3 separate regions of the Mus musculus genome follow, and regions 1 and 2 are each linked to region 3. Evidence: chromatin contacts called from public HiChIP or PLAC-seq and promoter capture Hi-C data. All regions are on one chromosome and are shown on one strand. Each heading gives the region's core, a stretch centred on a gene start, on an enhancer-like site or on the middle of the called end of the contact. The rest is flanking DNA. Distances are from core to core; before and after follow the strand shown.

What was found. Promoter capture Hi-C pulls out the DNA fragments that hold promoters and counts their contacts. HiChIP or PLAC-seq counts read pairs in DNA pulled down with a chosen protein or histone mark.
Region 1: a promoter capture Hi-C map of liver shows a contact between it and region 3. The contact joins the promoter of Zswim2 here to the promoter of Calcrl in region 3. A contact is called at or near these places in 20 of 39 promoter capture datasets (the C10 cell line, the HPC-7 cell line, cranial neural crest and 10 more), 2 of 484 Hi-C or Micro-C datasets (B cells and cortical neurons), 7 of 115 datasets of contacts at active chromatin or transcription factors (the 230-238 cell line, DN3 thymocytes, the SCID.adh cell line and 4 more) and 3 of 9 other capture datasets (adipose tissue, liver and macrophages).
Region 2: an H3K4me3 HiChIP or PLAC-seq map of bone marrow-derived macrophages shows a contact between it and region 3, with 6 times the contacts expected there. The contact joins the enhancer-like site here to the promoter of Calcrl in region 3. A contact is called at or near these places in 16 of 39 promoter capture datasets (the 3T3-L1 cell line, 3T3-L1-derived adipocytes, the C10 cell line and 10 more), 1 of 15 datasets of contacts at CTCF or cohesin (pro-B cells), 1 of 484 Hi-C or Micro-C datasets (bone marrow-derived macrophages), 4 of 115 datasets of contacts at active chromatin or transcription factors (bone marrow-derived macrophages, embryonic limb bud and large pre-B cells) and 4 of 9 other capture datasets (adipose tissue, embryonic stem cells, liver and 1 more).

The regions. Positions count from the first base shown.
Region 1 is chr2:83,939,774-83,944,836 of GRCm38.p6, reverse strand. Zswim2 (zinc finger SWIM-type containing 2) reads left to right here and starts at 3,611. Exons shown (of 9, transcript NM_027964.2): 1 at 3,611-3,823. The coding sequence starts at 3,659.
Region 2 is chr2:84,112,626-84,117,154 of GRCm38.p6, reverse strand. No RefSeq gene overlaps it. Among named protein-coding and RNA genes, the nearest start is that of Zswim2, 170 kb to the right of the region's middle. Within about 2 kb of position 3,279, at least 8 of the 459 cell types and tissues checked have an H3K27ac peak or open chromatin away from gene starts, as enhancers often do. A contact at or near this core is called in bone marrow-derived macrophages, where this site is marked.
Region 3 is chr2:84,423,902-84,428,569 of GRCm38.p6, reverse strand. It overlaps Calcrl (calcitonin receptor-like), which reads left to right and starts at 3,304. Exons shown (of 16, transcript NM_018782.2): 1 at 3,304-3,500.

The DNA.
Region 1 (5,063 bases), core at 2,362-4,861, 480 kb after region 3:
CCTATTCTAGTTTTGTTTCTGTTGCTGGGATTAAAATATCCAGACAAAAAAACAACTAAACAGAAAACTTATCCAAAGTCACAATTCCAGGTTAGAGTCCATCAAAGCAGGGGCTTAAAGCTTCCGGTCACACCACATCTGCAATCAAGAAACGAGAGATAAATTCTTCCTCAGCTCGACTTTTTCACTCTTGCATAATTCAAGGCCCAGCCCATGAAACATGGCTGCCAATATTGAGAATGGCTCTTCACACATCAACTAACACAATGAAGAAACAAACTCCCCACTAGTGTGTCCATAGGTCATTTTTATCTAGAAAAATCTTTTTTTTTTTTTGAGATTCTCACTCCAGGTATTTCAAGATTGTGACAAGTAGACAGTTAAAATTATTGTACAGTCCACTATTTTCCCCAAGAAGGTATAAAGGGCACAAGGAAACTGAAATGTGTATACACTTGAATCTGATAACAAAAGCTGAGGACCTTAAATGCATACGTGTCTCCTAGATTCTTACTAGTCACTTGTGGGACAGGTGTTGCCTGTTGTGACTAAAATTATTTTAGTTTCCTTAAGTTGGCATGCTGCTGGCACCTTCTACTGGACTCCTTATTTCTGCCTCTATTCAGTCTTGAGCTCAATGCATTCAGTACCTTCCTTTTCCTTTTGTGAACATTTGCTAGAGGAAAACATCACCTCTAATATTCTCTGACTGTCTTTACTCATTCTAAGTTGGCCTAGTTAGGATGACTACTGCTGTCATGAGGTACAATGACCAAAGCAACTTGGGCATGAAAGGGTGTCTGTGGCTTACACTTCCACAGCACTGTTCATTATTGAAGAAAGTCAGGATAGGAACTCAAACAGGACAGGAACCTGGAGACAGGAGCTAATGCAGAGGCCTGCTCCTCATGGCGAGTTCAGTCTGTGTCTCAGTTTAGGTTTCCATTGCTGGGAAGAGACACCATGACCAAGGCGACTCTTATAAAGGCGAATATTTAATTGGGGGTGGCTTACAGTTTCAGAGGTCCAGTCCATTATCATCATGGAGGGAAGCATTGCAGCATGTGGAAGGAGCTGAGAGATCTACATTCTGATGTGAAGGCAGCCAGGTGGAGACTGGATTCCAGACTGGATAGAGAGCCTAAGCATAGAAGACCTCAAAGCCCGCTTATGTAGTGACACGCTTCCTCTAACAAGGTCATACCTCCTCCAAAAAAGCCACACCTCCTAATTGTGCCACTCCCTATGGCCAAGCATTCAAACACAGGAATTTATGGGAGCTAAATGTATTCAAATCACCACAGCCTGCCATTTTATAGAACCCAGGGCCACCAGCCCAGAGATGTCACCACTCACAATGGGTTGAGGCCTCTCCACAACCACTCATTAAGAGAATTCCCTACAGCTGAATCTGATGGAGGTGTCTTTTCCATGATTAACGTTCCTCCCTTTCAGAAGACTTTGGAATACTCTAACTGTAGTCAAGTTGACACAAATGTAGCCAGGACAGAGCCAAACACAATTCACAGCTCATTCATCTTTCTTCCTTCAATACCTCAGCATACTCCTCACTATGTGTTAGACAAAACAAAACCTGACAATTTCTAGTAGATTAGCTCTTGCTAGCTCTGTTCCCCCCAAGTATCTTCCTCTATACATCAGTCTGAGGCATCCTCAGGTCATCTCAACTCAATTTGTGTTTGCCAGTCCTATGCTAACTACACACATCCATGGAGAGTAGCAGGTGATCCCTCCCTCCGACTTTACTCTTCTTCCTTCTGCACCAGCACTGTAAGGGTAGCTTTTTTTTAATATCTCAAGTTGGAAATACAGTCACTAATGCCTGTCTTCTATGGCCAATTGCATTAATGGTTCATTCATTAAACAGATTTATCAATTCAGAAAGCTCAGTCAACTTCCCTGAGTGGAAATATGCCTTGACTTGTAACATGAAAGATAATAATGTACATTTAAGGAGACATTCGTAATTCTTCAAATTAAAATATTTGCAAAAATATTATTCCTGTCGTCAAAATTTCAAAAGACAAAGAAAGCATATGGACCAGTCACCTGACTCTAAAGCTGTTTCTAACATTTTAACTGACAGATACAAAAGCAAATGTCATCCAGCTAGACTACAGTTCTGTTTAGCAATCTGTACTTTCTGTTTTTAACTTGCATGAGAACATGAATTCTGTACTTCTACCAATCCTCAAATGGAATTAATGAACTACAGTCAACTTATATAATTTATAATTTAAGCATGTGACCTTTTTGAAAATAGTACTTATCACACATGAAGCAAATATCATTCTAAATAAATGCAAAGGCTTAAACATTTATTGCTGTTTGGTTTTTAAATCCTCAAACAGCTATATGCATACACACACATTCAGGCACACGGAGTATGGTGTGTGAATAGTAACTACTTAAAGTACCTTCACTATGAAAACAAACTCATTCTATTTCATAGAAAATATGAACTGACATTCACTAATTCTGAGCTTTTAAATAATAAACACTATTATATAAAATGAGTTTACAGTTTATCTTCTTCTCAGGGGTTTTCTTAATGTATGGTGTTTTCCTTTGCTAACACAATGTTTCACTAATGCTAGTGTTGGAAGAATGATAGTGTAACTGTTAGTTCTTCATTACTTAATAAGAAAGCAAAACAAAATAGTTTTGTTCAAACCCTGGACCTGAGGTTCCATAGTGTTTGTACAGATGGCTCACGCCTTGTCAAAGCTGCCATTACCACCGTCTGCACACTAGGCTGGTCCCTTTGCCATTTTCTTTTCCGGTTCTTGACCTGATCTAGTTGTGGTTTCCTCTCCTGATAAGATAGGATCAATGCATTCCTTCTTCCTGTGACCAAGCCACCAAGCAGAGCTCTCTGCCGCTTTCAGTTTCTTAAAAAGAATCCAGCCACATGGATTCAGTAACCATGACTCAAACTATTGACTAATATTTTAGGATAGCTCTCAACTTGGAATATAGAAACAAAGTTCAGAAACAATTTGTGGATTGTTGGGTCAGCCTTGAAAAATGTTACTCCTTAAAATAGTGCTTTATCAATTTTGAGGGTGTGGATATTGACAGCACATCCAATATCCAAACCCAACATGAAACTTGAGAGTTTCTCCTAGCTTCAAAACCAACACGACCATACAGACACACAGACACACACACACACACACACAGAGACACACACACACACTCACACACACCCCTAGAGGGTGTACTAGCCCTGCTTTCTCCATCTTTCCTCAGCCACTAATTGCATGCTGTTGTGAGCCACTGGAAAATGTTTGTGGAATATCAACCATCGTGGTGAGTTTTTTTTTTTTTATTATGAAAGAGAAATTCACAGAACTTAACTTCATCCTCTGGAGCCCACACTGTAACTGGATCTAAGAATGTGCAGATCGACAGTCTTGCCTGTGAACAAATAAGCAAAAAGAATACTAGGTGTGCAGCTGTGCCTGTGACCTCAGGTTTCAAAGTCTAAGCTTGGACTTCGGAAATTTCTCCAACCCCAACTACTGCAGGGTAGCTCTCTGGACAGAACCACCGTTACCGCAGCAACCGCGCTGCACGCTGTTGCCATAGAGACCCAAGGCGCCTCAGAAAGCTAGAGGCTCCACGGCCGCCAGGGATGCTTCGCGGAGGCTGTAAAGCCTCAGAAAAGCGAAGACACTTAAGCGAGAGCCTCAGCTGGCAGCAAGACCAGGCGCTGAGTAGCAGCATCTATCTCCTGCGACAGATCGGCCCCACAGGCTTCCTACTGAAGGAGGAGGAGCCAGAAAAGGGGGATTTCCGAGTAACTACCGCACCACCAAGCTCCCTTGGGGATTGGGGGATGGGCAGTAGGAGAAGGGCGGGAGGGGGCGGAGTAGGGGAGGTGTCCCAAGCCAACTTCCCAGTTTCTGCAGAAATGGTGGCACACGCCTTTACTCCCAGCACTTAGGAGGCAGAGGCAGGCGAATTTCTGAGTTCGAGGCCAGCCTGGTCTACAGAGTGAGTTCCAGGACAGCCAGGGCTACACAGAGAAACCCTGTCTCTGAAGAGACAGAGAGAGAGAGAGAGAGAGAGAGAGAGAGAGAGAGAGAGAGAGAGAGAGAGAGATCATTCCCATGAGTACTCCCCAGAATTTAAAAATGTGCACCTTACAAAAGTAAATACTGTTTGCCAGAAAATGCTCTTCCTTGATAGTTAGGAATTCAAATTGCGTACGATTCTTGTAAAATGATGGTGTGTATTCCTGGATGCCTTGTTGGTGTTCCCCAGCCCTGTAAATTAAATGAGAATCCTACTATCTTCTAAATATTTGCTCATTAAAATCAGTTTCTCTATGATAGTTTCTATGATCATTTTCTTTTTGCTCAGTTTTAAAACTGTAACAGCTCATTAAAGGGTAGCTTAAATGTTCATACTTTGAAAGCATGTGCATGAGGAAGAGTTCCATTTCGTCTTGTTAAAAGAGAAGAGATGTTTCATATTTACATGTCCTGCTCTTATCTGTCAAAAATGAGCCACTGAACACTTCCCTGTCGTTTTAGAAACTTTAAATCTATTGCCTCATAGTTAGGAGTACTGGATACAGTTTATCACTCTGTGCTTTGTTCAAAGCATGCTTCTTTGATTTGCTTATTTATTGAGTGTAGTTGTTTTAGCCTATACAGTCTTAAATAAAACTAATCTTCTACCAAAAGTAAAGTTCGAATGCAAACGTCAATCAACCAAAAATATCAATCAATAAATAATCAAAGTGAGCAAGCCTTTTTACAAAACTCATATAACTCTATACTTTTAAAAAAAAAGTAATGGTTTGGAAGGAGAGCTTTTAATTTTAGATTTAATTTCATCTAAGCATGGATGACTTTTAGAAAAAGTGTTCATTCACAGTGCCAGTTGGTAACCAAGGCCAAGAATAAAGGAGTAGAAACCCAGTTTCCAATGTTAAGAGAGAATATTTTTCAGAAGGCCCTGTTTGATCATATCCAAAGTTCAGAGCCACTAAACCAGTCAAGAATTTAAATCTCTTTTAATCTAGTTATTTT
Region 2 (4,529 bases), core at 2,030-4,529, 310 kb after region 3:
TTCAGAAAGTTAATTTACTCTGGGATTAAGAAATTATAAAAGTATCAACTTCAAAAGAGAAGTGGACTCTGGATTTAGATTAAAAGGTGAGTTGCTATTGTAGGATGGTGACAGCAGATTTATTTTCTCTCTCTTTCTGGGAGCAATATGATGGGGTAGTGGATCAGGGAGGCATGTGGAATGGTGGTCAGAGAGGCAAAGAGAGGACACATTAGAAAGACAGTAGACAGAGAGTTGCATTATAGCTTTTAAGATGGTTTCCACTTCAAAGTCAAATTCACAAGAGACTTGATAAGGCAAGGCTGAGGTCATTAGATGATGGAAAATCTTTTTTAAAAATCACTTTGGTAAGGCAAAAAGAGCATGTGAAATATCTCTAGCGATGTTGCTCTAGCATCATAGGACAGTGTGTACAACTTGCTATCATACACCAGCAGCCTTACCACTGGACAGCTGCATGATCAAATGCAGTCCAAAGTGCAAAAAGTGATAGATGGATTTTAGCCAAGAAATATTTTGTTCATCCAAAGCAAACACCAACTGACACATGCTAAGATTCAATTCTACCATTTCTGTTGTTCAGATTTATTTTATGAGTTGTCTGTCCTTCCTGACTCAAACCTTGTACCACATTGCCTCTTTCCTTAAGCTGAACAGACTCCTGAGTTTTAGCCTTAGTGCAAGCAAGATAAGGTTTATAGTTTCTTTGCCAATTCTTTCTCATATACTTTGGAGATGACATACTATTCTCCATGACAAGACACCCTGAGCTTTCACAACAAGTGTAAAGCAGGATAAGGGATATAATGAATGTGCAAATGTAAATGGCTTATAGAAAATTCAAACTAAAGACAATGATGTGAAAGTCAAACAAATGACTAACATAAAATAGAGATGGAAATATTCCCAGATGAACAATAGAAATCCCACTCCTTACCTATTTTCAGTTAAGTAGTTCTGAATCTCAACAGATATTTCTGTGCTAGTTAGTAAAACGATCATTTGAGACCCTCAGAACTTATTTCTTGGTTGGAATAACAAATAAAATTTTGTGTCTGAAGTCTCATTAAGTTTCAAAATGTTTTACTCGTATAATAGTATTCCCATAAAATTATATGGACCATGTCCTTTCCCTAAAATATTTCAGTCTGACATAGACATATATCTAACTATCCTAGTTTGCTTTCTGTTACCGTGATAAACAACAGGACCAAAAGTAGCTTGGGGAGGAATGTGCTTATTTGGCTTACACTTCCAAGTACAGTCCAGCATTCAGGGAAGTCAGGGTAGGAACTCAAGGCAGGAACCTGGGAACAAAAATTAAAGCTATGGAAGATTATGACTTACTGGCTTACTCTCCATGACTTGCTGAGTCTGATTTCTATTTAAACATTTTTTGTTTATTTGTTTGTTTGTTTGTATAAGTGTTTTGCTTACATATATGTAAATGCAACATATGCATGCTAGGTAGCCTTGGATGTCAGAAGACGGCATTGGATCCCTTGGTACAGAAGATACAGATGATTTCATCCCACTAGGTGGATTCTGAGAACCAATCCCAGATCCTCAGCAATATCAACAGGGGATCTTAACCACTGAGCCATCTCTCTAGTCACCAGCTTGCTATCATAAACAACACAAGACCACCATCATAGGAGCAGCACCAAACACAGAGGACTAATCCCTCCTACATCAGTAATTATTAGAGAAAATGCCTCCATAGACATACCCACAGGGCAACATTATGGAGGTATTTCCTCCCTTACGTTTCCTCACCCAAGGTGATTTTGATTTGTATCAAGTTGACAAAGCTAACCAGATGCTCCTTGAACTCGGAGGTCCCCTTCCACCATGATTCTATCAACACATGTTCTTGCCACACAACTAAAGTTGTGTTTCATTCTACTTTAACCAATTCATGCCTTCCTGTTCCTTTAAATATCTACCTCAACACCAATTTAGCTTTTTTTAAAAAATATTTTGTTTTATTGCGTATTTTCCTCAATTACATTTCCAATGCTACCCCAAAAGGACCCTATACCCTCCCCCCCACTCCCCTACCCACCCATTCCCACTTTTTGGCCCTGGCCACTGAGTTTTCCCCTAAAGAAGAACAAGTTGCTCCTTCACTTACAGTTCTCACATTGTAGCAGCTATGTCTAAACCACAATTATGCACTTTTGTATTGTAACTAATATGTTTGGATAATTTTTCTAATTGAGTGGGCTGGTGCATGATTAACGAGTGCATTTAGAGGTTGATTTGCATTTTCATATCATCCTTAACAATTATAGAATGCATATAATGCATATATGATCATGTTCATTTTAGTTATTTTGCTCCACTAATACATACTGAACCCTAGCTTAATGCCCAACCAAATTAAATGCATAATGCACTATAGTGAACTCAAAGCCTACTTTATATTGTAGATTTCAAATTTTGGCTGAGCAAAATTTGTATACAAGCAAGATTCTTTGTAAACTAACCGTGTTCCCTAATAGCTTGCCCAGAAAAGATCACATAATCAGTCCATTATTTATAAATTTCAAAGACAAAAAGATACTGTGGTAACTGCTTCAAGTAATGGCTCTATACTTTAAAGACACAATGCACTATAAGGAAAATAGGCTGTACATTTGAAAGAGAACAAGGAAGGATGTATGGGAGAGTTCAGAGGAAGGAAAAGAAAAGAGAAAGCTGTAATTATATCAATCTCAAAAAAGGAACTACGTTTTAAAAAAGAAAAATAGGCTGGCATATTTTCTACCCTGTCAGTTATTAAATATATCACAAGGAGTACAAAATACCTTGAAAATATAAAATATTTCAAAAAGCAATATCTGAAGCAAAGACTGCTTCAGCTCTTTGTCAAATGCATACATGTGTTTGTCTCTTTATATAAGAGAGAGAGGATATATATATATATATATATATTCCTATTGTACTATTTATTTTGGGTGATACATTCATTCTTAGAAACTGACAGAAGCCTAAAAGAAAAGTCTCAGGATGCTTGTGGCATCTGTCACTGATGTGAAAGAATGACAGAGGTGATCATTATCACTTTGCTTTAGCAGTGGGGGAGACAGGTGTTTGTTAGAATTTTCCACCTCTCTTAAAATTGTGAGTAATAAAAAAGACAAAAGAAAAAACCCCACCCTGTCACATTTTCATCCAACGCCTAAAAGATGTTTCTGCTTCAGGACACTGGGGGTGAGGACTGGCATAAAATCAAAAGATTGTCATTGTGATCAAAAGGAATAACACGTGGTGACTTCCTACTTCCCACTTCGGGATAGAACTATTCTAAATTTAGAGAAAGAACCAGAACAGAACCAAACACAGAAAGGATATGGTGAAATCTTAGTTCCTTTTGCCAGGAAACCTGAACTGTCTGCACGTTCTAGCTATTAGGACAACATTGTGGGCTTTGTTATACCTCCATGCCCACACATGTCTATTTCACTACTTTATTCCTCTTTTTCAGTGGGATAAACATGGCGATGCCCTTAGAGTGCTAGATAACACCCCACTCTGTTAGACATGTCCCCCGTGACTTGCGATTAATCAACATGAGTGCCAGCTCTCTATGTAAACTCTCTCTGATCTTGTTTGCTTTTTATTGCATTATCACAAATTGTTTTTACTCAGAACCACTGGGTGAAGCACAAACAACCTTCATTTATTCTAACACCAATCCCTTCAAATGATATTAATGCTCCCACCAAAAAGCCAAGCTAGTTTTCAAAGTTTCACAGGAACTATTTTTGACAGTGGGATTAAGCTCAATGTATCTGAAACAACTGGGTACATACCTCTATTGAGTTTTTAGTATAAAATGAAAATGCTGATTTTAAGGAGATAGTTTCCCAAGTAAACGAAAGTAAAAAATGAACAAACAAATGTAAAACAAAGGCAAGTAGCATACATTGCCTGGGTTAATAAACCATAAACATATTGTGGTGTTCTTATTTTTGTTTTATTTTTTAGGTTTTGTTTTTCCAGACAGGGTTTCTCTGGCTGTCCTTGTATTCACTTTGTAGACCAAGGCGACCTCAAACTCACAGAGATCTACCAACGTTTGCCTTCTGGGTGCTGGAATTAGAAGCACACATCATCACGCCCAACCAGCATTAAAAAAAAAATTATGATGTTATTTGTTTTGCTTTCCCGTTCCATCTTTGCTTCCATTGCTTTGGGGGGCATTCATTAGAAGAATGACCAAGGGCAAAGATTCAGGCATGGCCTGTACAATTTATTATGGGAATCTCTGATACAGAAATAAACATGAATGGGCAGGAAGGTATAGGATCTAACAACCACAGCAGGTAGTCACTTCACCTGGAAAAGGAGGCTTGTGCCTTTGGATTTTGTTTTCTTCCATCACTGGCAGCTCCACAATCTCCTAAGTATTTGGGAGCATGGGGTCAGCCAAGTACAGGAAAGAGTTAGCACTCTCAGAGCTGGGCCATGGCTTCCTGATTAAGGAAAGAGGTACATTAGGAATGCCAATATCTGCACTCTCC
Region 3 (4,668 bases), core at 2,055-4,554:
TATAGGGGCTAGAGTACATTAGATTTTAATTACATTAATTATTTAAAAATAAATAATGGATTTTTCATGATTAAAAACACAAAAGAATTGCTATTTCTGAATATTGTAACAACATTTTCACAAAATAATTTTTAAAATAGTTTCTTTGATGACTCTAGCACATTTACTAGGAATGAGCTATCTACACCATGCTCCATGTGATAGTGTTTTGTTTTGGTTGTTTTTAAAGATCTGTGTTTCTAGGCATAGCTATAGAAACTCAAGTGGTCAGTTTAGTCAGCAGAAACCTAAATTTGTCACACATGACTTTGGTTGAGGTTGTCTAACATGTGGACATAAGACTTTTAATTAGCATCCTCCTGATTAATTGCCTTGTGAGGCATGGCCCACCTCATCAGGGGAACCCATCACTTCATTTAGAGACTTCGTTACCTTTGAGCTACATAAAGGACCACAATGGAGGCTGCAGGTCCTGCAGTAACATTTTAACGTGGACAAATGCCACTGTTCCTCAAAATGAGTTTCATCTGTGCATCATTACTCACTATACAGAAACACAGATACTGCATGGATGCACTCTGAGTGGGAACCTTTGAAAGGGGCCTTCTGCATGGGAGCACTCTGAGTGGGAGTACTCTGCATGGGAGCACTCTGAGTGGGAGTACTCTGCGTGGGAGCATTTTGCATGGTTTATGCCCTGTATGGTTATACTGGTAGCATTCTTCTATGCTTTGTCCACTCTCTTTTAAATGGTCAAAACAGAAGACACTTCTTATTTGGTCTTAATTTCCTGAAAAAGAACTATTTTTAGTGTTCATCTGAAAGTACAAACTTGATCACCACTAATCAGATAATTTTAAGTAGCTTCAGTGTGTTCTGGGGAAAGATGACAATGTAAAACACACGTAGAATACATAAGACTGAATGAATGTACTAACAATACCCCATTGGCTCGGAATCACCTGATTTTTGGAAACAGTTTCATTTAGCTTTACCATAGCTATCCAAACATTTGTGTCATACTAAAGCACACACTTGAGAAGTTTCTTCAATCTTTTCACTTGTTTCTACATGTCTCAGCACAGTCCAGCTTCCCCAAAGTCCTTATAGCATGTATTCATATTTTTTTCATGTTCATAACGTGGTAACTTTTAATGACCTTATTATTGGGAAGTATGTTTACTTTTCTTTCTATGAAAGACACATGTATGATACTAACAAGAATTATCCAGACTCTTCATGCACCACAGCCATAAACCTACATACACAACCAATAATTTATACTAAACACTACAGGTTGTATTAAATTTCCCATTTACAACAGCACCATGTATATCTATTATACAGGAGAATGATTGCCGGCTTGTGATCTTTCAGGCATCATCTAAAAGAACGAACCCCTTTACTTACTAAGACTCTGCTGTGTTTGAACAAATCCAATGAGTGAATCAAAAACATGTTAATGCTTTAATACTTACTGGAAATGTATGTAGCTTTGTATACACCAGTCTGTGTCTCAGAGGTCAGATATTCTTAGAAATGGATACAGGAGCATATATGATGATCATTTAGAAGTTAAAATCTAGTATTTGTTTTGCCTGAACTTTAAGCTGTAAACATCATACTTAAAAGTTCTGTCAGTATTGTCCCAGTGAGTATAAACATCTGCAAGGGGACATGATTACTCTCTACTGCTTTCCTCCTGAGCCCCTGTGCAACATGCGACTCCACATCAGAACTCTGTGGTTTCACCCAAGAATGTGTTTTACTGTTTTTCTGATTAATGAGTTATTATTTTAGGAGGCAGTAGTGATTTATAATGCTGACTTTTCACCCCATGAGCTGAAGGAAACAGCACAGGAAAATATAATTCAACAGTTCCCTATAGAAAGCAAAACTAAAGTGTCCACAAAGTAACTTCCCAGTTTATCGCCGTCTCTTAAAACTACATTGTGTAGTTCAGCTTCTTACACAGACTTTCCATTTTCAGTGATGGAGATGGTCAATTATGTCCCATATTTCTAAACGGATGCATCCTATTCTATATCCATATACAGAATTAAAGATTCTGCAATAAATCTCCTCCATGGATCAAGATAGGAAACATTTAAAAATGGCGGTGTCTTTCAGGAACACGATATCCAGAGATTCTGCACCCTGTGTCTTTAGTGCGGTTCCTCATCTGCTAGGACTTTGAGCTCCTCATCTGCTACTTGGTTGTAGTAGCTTCGCTATTCGTCTGTTCCTCCAAGGTGAAGCAGCAAGATTGTAGTAGCTAGTTAGAACTTGCCATTTTCTAAATGTTATAAAATATGTTGATTCAAAGTTTAAACAGACAAATTATATTATTTTATCCATCCTTTCCAGTTTATACGTGAGACATTTGATGCAAAGATCATGTGACTTTTAGTGCTGTCTGGCTTCAGGAGTTATGATTATTGCCAAATCTCATAATTTATCATATTATATAAAACTAACAAGTATATTTCAGGTTTATAGGCTTTTTTTCCTGATCATACGCAATGATTTCTTACTTTATGATATAATTATGTTTAGAGGGAAAACTTTTTTTTAAATTGAAGTTCATTTATTGTATGAAATTATTTCATAGTATCATGTTAAACTAAAGCCACCTTTCCTTGAAGGTTATTTTGAGGTACAACTAGTATAATGTTTAGATTATATAAAATGATATAATTATGTCAGATATTTAAAAGTATGTACAATGATTTCATACTCTATACACAGTCTGGCTTTACAGGACATACAACTCAGGAACTCCTAGAAAGGACAGCCCGAAGCCTGTTCATCTTCTCATGCAAAACTGGTTGTGGAGTTGCATCAGATATTAGTGCTCAAAATTGAGTCCGAATTAGTAATTCTGATGCTCAAAATTCCATGCACATTTAAGAAAAAAAGATGTGACTGATAAATTGTTCCTGGTTGTTCTGTGAACCTTAATTCGACACACACCCACACTCCTAACTCCTTTGATTCTTTTACACCAAGATCGCCTTCAAATCCCAGGCAGCAAGTTCTAACAGAACTCAGTCTAGGTGAAAGGCAGCCAGCTTTTGCTGGTAACAATGTGTTCATACAGCAAAGGATCTCTGTCTGTTCAGGCTGCTTCTTGCTCTTGTCAGAGTGAGAAGGGAGTTGCTGCTCCTTTCCTGGGGTAAGCTATTTGAGAAAGAAAGTAACCTAACACTAAGTGCAGGCGGGGCGGGGTGATGTAACAGGAAGCTGTGATGTTTCCCTTCTGCTGCTGATCGCTTACAATCTGACAACACTCCCCATCTACTCAGAACAAGCCCTCTCTTCGCAGCGTGCACTTCTGCCTTAGGACCGGCGGGCTCTGTTGCCTGGACCTCACGCTGCCTGCAGGACCACATTGCAAAGCTTTCCACACCTCGCCTCCGGGAAACTCTTGTGCAGTATCTCAGAAAATCAAACTCCCTCCTGAGACTATTCCCACAGAATTTCCTTAGGAGCTGTGCCAGGTAAGTGTATTATTCAAAATAAACGTATGTATTCTCAGCACTATTCTTAAGTATTATGACAATGTTTCTAACAAGAATTTAGTAAGTGGCATTGAAATAATGTTGAAACCGCTTCATTTAGTCTACAAAGGGATACTAGAGAGTCTTACTCCAGAATGCATACAAAATGTACTACTAGTGCATAAGAGTATTTACAGTGATACTTTAGAAAATAAATTTACCAATTATTAACGATGTGAGCGGGCTATAAGGCAAGTTTCTGAACAAATACCTTAATCAGGAAACAATGCCTTTTTAAAGTTAGTTGTACTACCAGCTCAAGTCCTGACAGCTGGAAAACATTTGCACCCCAGGAAGGGTCTTTAAATTTTCCACATAATCAGTATTCTAAGGAAGGGATGGCAGAAGACTATGGGGTTCCAGAGTCTTCCTGTGTGGCTGAACACAAAGTTGGATTAAGAAGAAAAGCCACCGGCTTGGACTTCTGTTTGCTTTCCGCTTCTTTTGACATTTACACCTCTAACTAGGGAACCAATGGAATTTTCATTGTTCTTTGTTGCTAGATTTGTGTAAATACCCCATTTTTGGTTTTCCTTTGTTTTTGTTGTTGTTTGTATTGGGTTTTTTTCTTTTGGGGGGGGTGTTCATGAATTGTCTCCACTGTATTAAGATCATGGGTGTCTTACAAATAAGGTAAGGGGAAAACAAAAACAAGACAAAACAAACAAACAAACAAACAAAAAACCCAACCAACAACCAACCAACCATAAACCCCACAACTGCCCAGGGTTAAGAAAATGTAGTGATTTCTACATTACTTCATGGTTTTTAAACTCTTAAGCTTAGAGTTGTGTTACTTCAATTATACTGGAAACTTGTGGGGGAAGAGTGTGAAAGGAGTCTCCATAAATACATAAACAGAGGCACGATAAGCAAGTGGATTAGCTCATTAAGCAGAGGAATTAAATTAGATTTTCAGCTATGATGCTGAGATGAAGCAGCTGCAGGTCTCTCTTGCCACAGTACAGACTGTCCTGAGAATCTAAGGAGCTAGTGCCTACTTAACAAGTGGCTGTCAGAGCGGCATCACAGGTTATTGCTAAGGAATGGGAGATATCAGTTTTGGATTAAAATTGTGCTTATTAGCATAATTTATTAAATTCTACGT